2 separate regions of the Mus musculus genome follow, and region 2 is linked to region 1. A link is a contact called in public HiChIP or PLAC-seq data. All regions are on one chromosome and are shown on one strand. Each heading gives the region's core, a stretch centred on a gene start, on an enhancer-like site or on the middle of the called end of the contact. The rest is flanking DNA. Distances are from core to core; before and after follow the strand shown. Region 1 holds the start of Zfp30 (zinc finger protein 30). Region 2 has its middle 19 kb from the start of Gm38982.

The links. HiChIP or PLAC-seq counts read pairs in DNA pulled down with a chosen protein or histone mark.
Region 2: a contact with region 1 is called in an H3K4me3 HiChIP or PLAC-seq map of embryonic stem cells, with 32 read pairs. The contact joins the enhancer-like site here to the promoter of Zfp30 in region 1. A contact is called at or near these places in 7 of 39 promoter capture datasets (the 3T3-L1 cell line, the C10 cell line, cranial neural crest and 4 more) and 2 of 115 datasets of contacts at active chromatin or transcription factors (both in embryonic stem cells).

Annotation. Positions count from the first base shown.
Region 1 is chr7:29,782,411-29,785,645 of GRCm38.p6, reverse strand. It overlaps Zfp30 (zinc finger protein 30), which reads right to left and starts at 1,678. Exons shown (of 5, transcript NM_001360208.1): 1 at 745-1,678.
Region 2 is chr7:29,573,039-29,576,273 of GRCm38.p6, reverse strand. It overlaps 4930432E11Rik. Among named protein-coding and RNA genes, the nearest start is that of Gm38982, 19 kb to the right of the region's middle. Within about 2 kb of position 1,458, at least 12 of the 459 cell types and tissues checked have an H3K27ac peak or open chromatin away from gene starts, as enhancers often do.

The sequences.
Region 1 (3,235 bases), core at 429-2,928:
GGCACCCCCAAGAGATGCATCGGCCGCCGCCGCCGCTGCTCCAGTGCCACACAAGAATGACCAGTGTAGCCTGGAGAGGCCCTGAGTTCAATTTCTAGCAGTCGCACCGTGACTCACAGCCATCTATGCTGGGATCTGATGTTGCAGATCGAACACTCATATACATAAAATAAATAAATCTTAAATAAAAACAAAACAAAAAACCCGAAAAGTGTAGGGGCTTGAGGAAATGCCTCAGTGGTCCCTCCAGCCACCACCTCAATCATTTAAATACATGCTCGTCCTTGACCAATCACACATCAGACTTTAGCAGACATATTTCCGTATTAGAGAATCCTAAGAAAAACAGGACATCTAAATGTATAGCACGTGGGTGCTACATAACCATAGAACCGCAGGCGCTGCGCACTCAAAGAGGAATCCTGATTAAGTCTCTGCCCACTGAAAATGCAGGGAAATTCTCAGACCCAAAGCAATGAATAGTTCGCTTTTTTTTTTTTTTAAAGACAGGGTCTCAATGTAACCCAGGCTGGCCTTGAACACTTGGTCCTAGTGGAGTGGCAGTGACACCACTCACAGTTGAATAAAACATTTTCACAAACGTCTTTCAAAGGGAAGGAAATTAAAAAAATCCATACTCAAAACAACAACAACAACAACAGCAAAAACAAACAAACAAAAAACCAAAAACGAAAAACAAAAACTCAAGCATTTCACAGGAACACAGAAGTTCTAGAAACTCACACATAATCTCTGTTTTAAACAGAAGTAGTAGCTGCTGGCTTCTAGGGTCTCTTCTGAAGACTGGCAGACACTCCAGGCCTTGTTTCTTTTCTTTTCTCTTCTTTCCTTCTTCTTCTCTTTTCTTTTTCTCTCTTGCAACCCAACGTTAGGCAGTAGAGAATGACCTTGAGCGCCTACTCCCCCTGCCTCCACCTCCCAAATCCCGAGAAGTCAGGTGTATGCCACCACGTCCTCTGGCCTCACCCCTACGCTTTTCTGAAATTGATCAGAATCCCCTTCCAAGCTTCAGGGCTCCAGGCTGACCCCATCCGTATGATCCCAGCAAGCGAGATAGACTACAGCAGCCCACAGTCACCCGTGCCCGAGTTTGCTGCTTCGGCCACTCTGCTTCACCAGTTACCAGTCCGGGGCTGCCCAGCCTTAGGTCCGAGGTGTCCCCCGGTTCTCTGCTCCCCAGGCCCGCCGGGAATCTAAGGTTCTGCACAGGGTATCTCCACCGTGCAAGTCGCGGCCCCCGCCTTCCCTCTCGGTCCTTGTCCACAGCCAGGCCGGGGTTTAGGTGCAGCGCGTCAGCACGGCAGCTGTACCCACGAACGGGCCACCTGAGTCCCAGGGGTCCTCAGAGCGGGTCCCCGGAGAAGAGCGTAGGCCGCACGAGACCGGGGACCACCCAGCTGACGGGTATCCCGGGAGGGTGGGTTGCCAGCGCGGTCAGCGCTGCAGCGGCGGCACCAAAGTGCTACGGACGGGACCGTGGTACTGAAGGCTCTGGGACATCAGATCTCAAGCCTGAGAGTCCGACTGCCACTAGCTTCTTTGACTAGGTTCTGGGCTTCCAGCCCCGCGGAGGCTGCGAGCCAGGCCCCTAGCTCTTGGTCAGGGGAAGGGGGTTGGAGGTGGGGCTGTGTGTGTCTCTTTCTCGCTGCTTCAATGCGCATGCGCACAAGGGAGCCGCAGGGAGGCGGGGAGCCTTCGGTAGCATCTTGTGCAGGCCTGGACAGAGGGAGTTTGGTTCCAGGATCCAGGATTGGGCAGAAATGGCCAAGTCTTTAGGCCTACAGCAGTAGCTCTGGCGTTGAACAAACTAACCCCCAGATGCTTTGAGGTCCAGCGTGGAGCGTTGGCTGAACCACTTATACTAGTTTGGGCATCTATTGTTTGTTTTTAAAGCTGTGGTCTCTCTAAATGACCCTGGTTTTCTCTGTGGACACCAGGCTGACTTTGAAATTGAAGTGATTCTCCAGTAAGCTTCCTGAATGTGGACATTAACGGCACACACCACCACACCCCCGCCCTCTACCTGAGTTTTTTCTTTTTCTTTTCTTTTTTTTTTTAACCAGTTTTTCTTTCTTCTTAAATCTCTATTTGAGACAAACTCTCTCTATGCAGCCCTTGCTAGCCTGGAATCTGTGTAGACCAGGCTAGCCTGGAACTCTGAGATCCACCTGCCTTTGTTTCCGTGGTGCTGGAATTAAAGGTGTGCACCACCACTTCGGACGTGGTTTTCTTTTAACAAAGCAGGCTTGAGTTTTTGTTGTGGCTGTTGTTTTGTGGGTTTTTTGTTTGTTTGTTTGTTTTGTTTTGTTGTTGGTTTTTTTTTTTTGTTTTTTCGAGACAGGGTTTCTCTGTATAGTCCTGGCTGTCCTGGAACTCTGTAGACCAGGCTGACCTCAAACTCAGAAATCCACCTGCCTCTGCCTCCCAAGTGCTGGGATTAAAGGCATGCGCTACCACCACCCGGCTTTTTATTTTATTTTATTATTTTAGGCTTGGGGTTTTAGGCTTTAGCATGAGGAGAGGGGCTCCGAATGACGGCACCTGAAATCGCAGTATGGGCTTCTCTGAAAGAATAATCGATTGGGTTTTCATGTTATTCTTATGTTCTTGTGGTGGTTTGAATAGGTATGGCCCCATAGATTCATGCATTTGTATGCTTGCCCATGCCAAGTAGTGATTTTATGTGTGGCCTTATTGGAGGAAGTGTATCATCACCGTAGAGGCGGGGCTTTGAGGTCACATATGCCCAAGGTACACCACATCTGCCTGCAAGCCTCCACCTTTCCCGCAGGACGATGGTGGACTGAACCTCTGCAAGCCAGCCCCTATTAAATGTTTTCCTTTATAAAAGTTGCCCTGGTCATGGTGTCCCTTCACGGCAATAAAACCCTAAGAGAGTTATGTTAGAAAGAGCTTTCCTTTAGCCCGTTTAATTTAGTCTCAACAGCACATATGCATAGATTCTTAATGAGTTATAGTTAATTTAATTCTTTTTGATGCCTATTTTTTTCCCAAGATTTGGTTTGTGGGGGCCCCTTTAGCCTGACATTGGTGGGCTGTTTATTTGAACGACAGCCCAGGCTGGCCTGGGACTTGTGATTCTGCTGAATCAGCTTCTCCATTCAGCTGGAATTACAGGTATTAGGCACCACCCTGGGTTATTGGGTAGCTTGTCTTCTGATAGGTTTCTAACACTGATGAGGATGATGATGAT
Region 2 (3,235 bases), core at 209-2,708, 210 kb after region 1:
CTTTGTTTCCTCCTCTGGGTGGGTTGGTTTCCTTTCTGATGGGATTAATTTCCCCTTCTCCTTCTTTGTTTCCTCCTCTGGGTGGGTTGGTTTCCTTTCTGATGGGATTAACTTCCCCTTCTCCTTCTTTGTTTCCTCCTCTGGACGGGTTGGTTTCATTTTTGCTGTGATTAACTTCCTTGTCTCCTTCTCTGGTTCCCCCTCTAAACTAGCTGATTCCTCTTCTGGAGTGATTAACTTCTCCTTTGTTTCCATCTCTGGGTGGGTTGGTTTCCTTTCTGATGGGATTAATTTCTTCTTCCCCTTCTTTGTTTCCTCCTCTGGATGGGTTGGTTTCATTTTTGCTGTGATTAACTTCTTCTTCTCCTCCTTTGTTTCCCCCTCTGGTTCTTCCTCTGGTTCCTCCTCTGGTTCCTCCTCTGGTTCCTCCTCTGGCTCCTCCTCTGGTTCCTCCTCTGATTCCTCCTCTGGTTCCTCCTCTGGCTCCTCCTCTGGTTCCTCCTCTGGTTCCTCCTCTGGCTCCTCCTCTGGTTCCTTCTCTGGACGGATTGACTTCTCTTCCTCTGTGATTAACTTTAACTTTCCCTTCTCCTTTGTTTTTTGCTCTGGTTGCACTGTTCTCTCTTTCTTTGTGATTAACTTCTCCTTCTCTGGTTCCTTCTCTGGACTGGTTGGTTGCTTTTCCTCTATGACTAACTTCCCCTTCTCCTTTGTTTCAGTGAACTTCATCAATCTCTTTTTGTCTTCGAGCTTTGTCAACTCCTTTTTGTCTTCAATTATTTCCTGTTTTCTTTTGCCTTGTTTTCTTGCTGTCACTTTAGGCTTCTTTTTCTCTAAGATCTCGTGACTGTCTAAGATATCTGTCTTCTTTGTCTTGTCTTTTGGAGAAATATCACGTTTCTTCTGAATGCTTATTCCCTCTTGATCTGCAGCTGTTGTCACTTCCCCCTTGATAGCTCTTTTAGGCACCTTTCTTTTACGAACAGGTCGTTCCTGCTTGGCTGCCTCAGGTTCTTTTGGTTGTGTATATGAGAGCCTTCTCCAGGGACATAGGTCTGTGAAGAAATCCCAGCTGGGTTGGTCAGTAAGCACCATATCGGCGAAGTCCTCCAGTTCTTTCCCCAGATCCCTTTCCATCCCTGGATGAGAAGTTGCTATTCTTGAAGTGACAAGGTGGCAAATATCCTCTCGCCAAGACTTCCTCTCTTGGTGAGAGATCATACGCCCGGGAGTCCCTCCTATTCCACGACTTTTTTTAATCCCCATGTCTTTGTCTAGCTCAGTAGGAGGTGGTAATTTCTTTTGGAGTTTTCTAAGTGCTTCTGAAGTACCCTCTTTTGACTCCTCTTGTTCTATGTTTTCTTTTTCCGTTTTCCAAGGCTTCTTTAAGTAAGTCTGGGTTTTTGGCTTAAGGGCCACATCCTTGTCTGTGGCTCCCAGGGTTGCCAAGGCCTCTTCTTCCAAGGCCTCTTTGGTTCCCAAGATCTCTTCAGCTCCCAAGATCTCTTCAGCTCCCAGGGCCTCTTTGGCTCCCAAGGCTCTTTTGGCTGCCAAGGTTCCTTTGACTCCCAAGGCTCCTTTGTCTACTAATTCCTCTTTGACTTCTGTTGCTTCCTGGGTTTCTTCCTGGATTTTGTCAGAGCCAAGAGGCAGCTCTGGCATTAGGGAACCATCCTTGGTGTCAACTTGCACAATTCTCCTGCCCTTTCTTGGTTCCGCTGCAATCTCTAAAATCTCCTTTTGCAAGTCTGTCTTTTTGCTTCTCTTGGATATCTTCAGGGTTCTTCTAACTGTGGGATATTTGGAGAAAAATAGTAAGAAACTGTGGAGGTTGTGAGGTTTTCTGTGATAGCTAGTTTAGTGAACTTTAAGTAGAGCTACTAAGGCAGAGAGGACTGATGCGTTAGAGTTTATAAATGGTTTTATCCATGCTTTGACCTTGGCATTTGTTTCTGGGGAGCTTGCTTGGGGAGACTGCTTTCTGTGAGCCAGACCCTCCCACTTCCCTGGGCTGCTTTTTATGTCCTTTTGCCTTATTAGCCCCAGATAGGTCCCACCCATCACCCCATGACCATCCCATAAATACCAATCTTCCTGGTCTTGTTCTGAATGTGTTTCCTTCTTTTCTTCAGCCCATCAACCATTTTAGAGCCTGGCACAGACATAAGTGATTCTTTGACAGCCATCTCCAGGTCCTTCTCCAAATCAATAGAAAAGCGAAGGGAGCCAGCTCTGTTTGACAAGCTCAGGTCTTCATTTAGCCGCTCCTTTATACAGCCATGCAAGTCCTGCAAGTCATGTGCCTGAACCTTCAGTATGTCACTTAGAGAAAAATCATCTGCCACTTCTTCGCTATAAAAGTAATGAAGAAAGGAAGACAATTCTGAGCAGTGGGTAAGACAACATTTTAAAAGAAGGTGTGGGGCTGGTGGTGGCAGTGGTCTTAGTGCGCGCCTTTAGTTCCAGCACTCTGGAGGCAGAGGCAGGATCTCTGTGAGTTTGAGGCCAGACTAGTCTACAGAGTGAGTTCCAGGACAGCCAAGGTACACAGTGAGATCTGGTCTTGAAGAAAAGAAAAAAAGAAATAGAAAGAAAATGAGAGAATGAGAGAGAGAGAGAGAGAGAGAGAGAGAGGGAGGGAGGGAGGGAGGGAGGGAGGGAGGGAGGGAGGGAGAGAGAGAGAGAGAGAGAGAGAGAGAGAGAGAGAGAGAGAGAGAGAGAAAGAGAGGAGTTTTGCTCTTAAGAGCACTGGCTGCTCTTCCAGAGGACCTGAGTTTGGTTCCCTGAACCCACATGGTGGCTCACAACTGTCTGTAACTCTAGTTCCAGGGGCTTCTCGTCTCTGCAAGCACTGCACACACACACACACACACACACACACACACACACTCATGCAGGCAAAATACTCACACACACATAAAAGAAAAATGAATCTTTAAAAACATTTTCAAAATTAACAAGAGAGAAGAGAATAGAAAGTAAAAGAAAATAGAAGAAGAGAATAATAGAATAAGGGGGGAGGAAAAATTATCAAAGCAGAATGGAAGAAGCAGGGGTGGGGTCACCCAGAGCAGAGTGGAAGAGGCAGGGGTGGGGGCATCCAGAGCAGAGTGGAAGAGGCAGGGGTGGGGTCATCCAGAGCAGAGTGGAAGAGGCAGGGGTGGGGTCATCCAGAGCAGAGTGGAAGAGGCAGGGGTGGGGGTCATCCAGAGCAGAGTGGAAGAGGCAGGGGTGG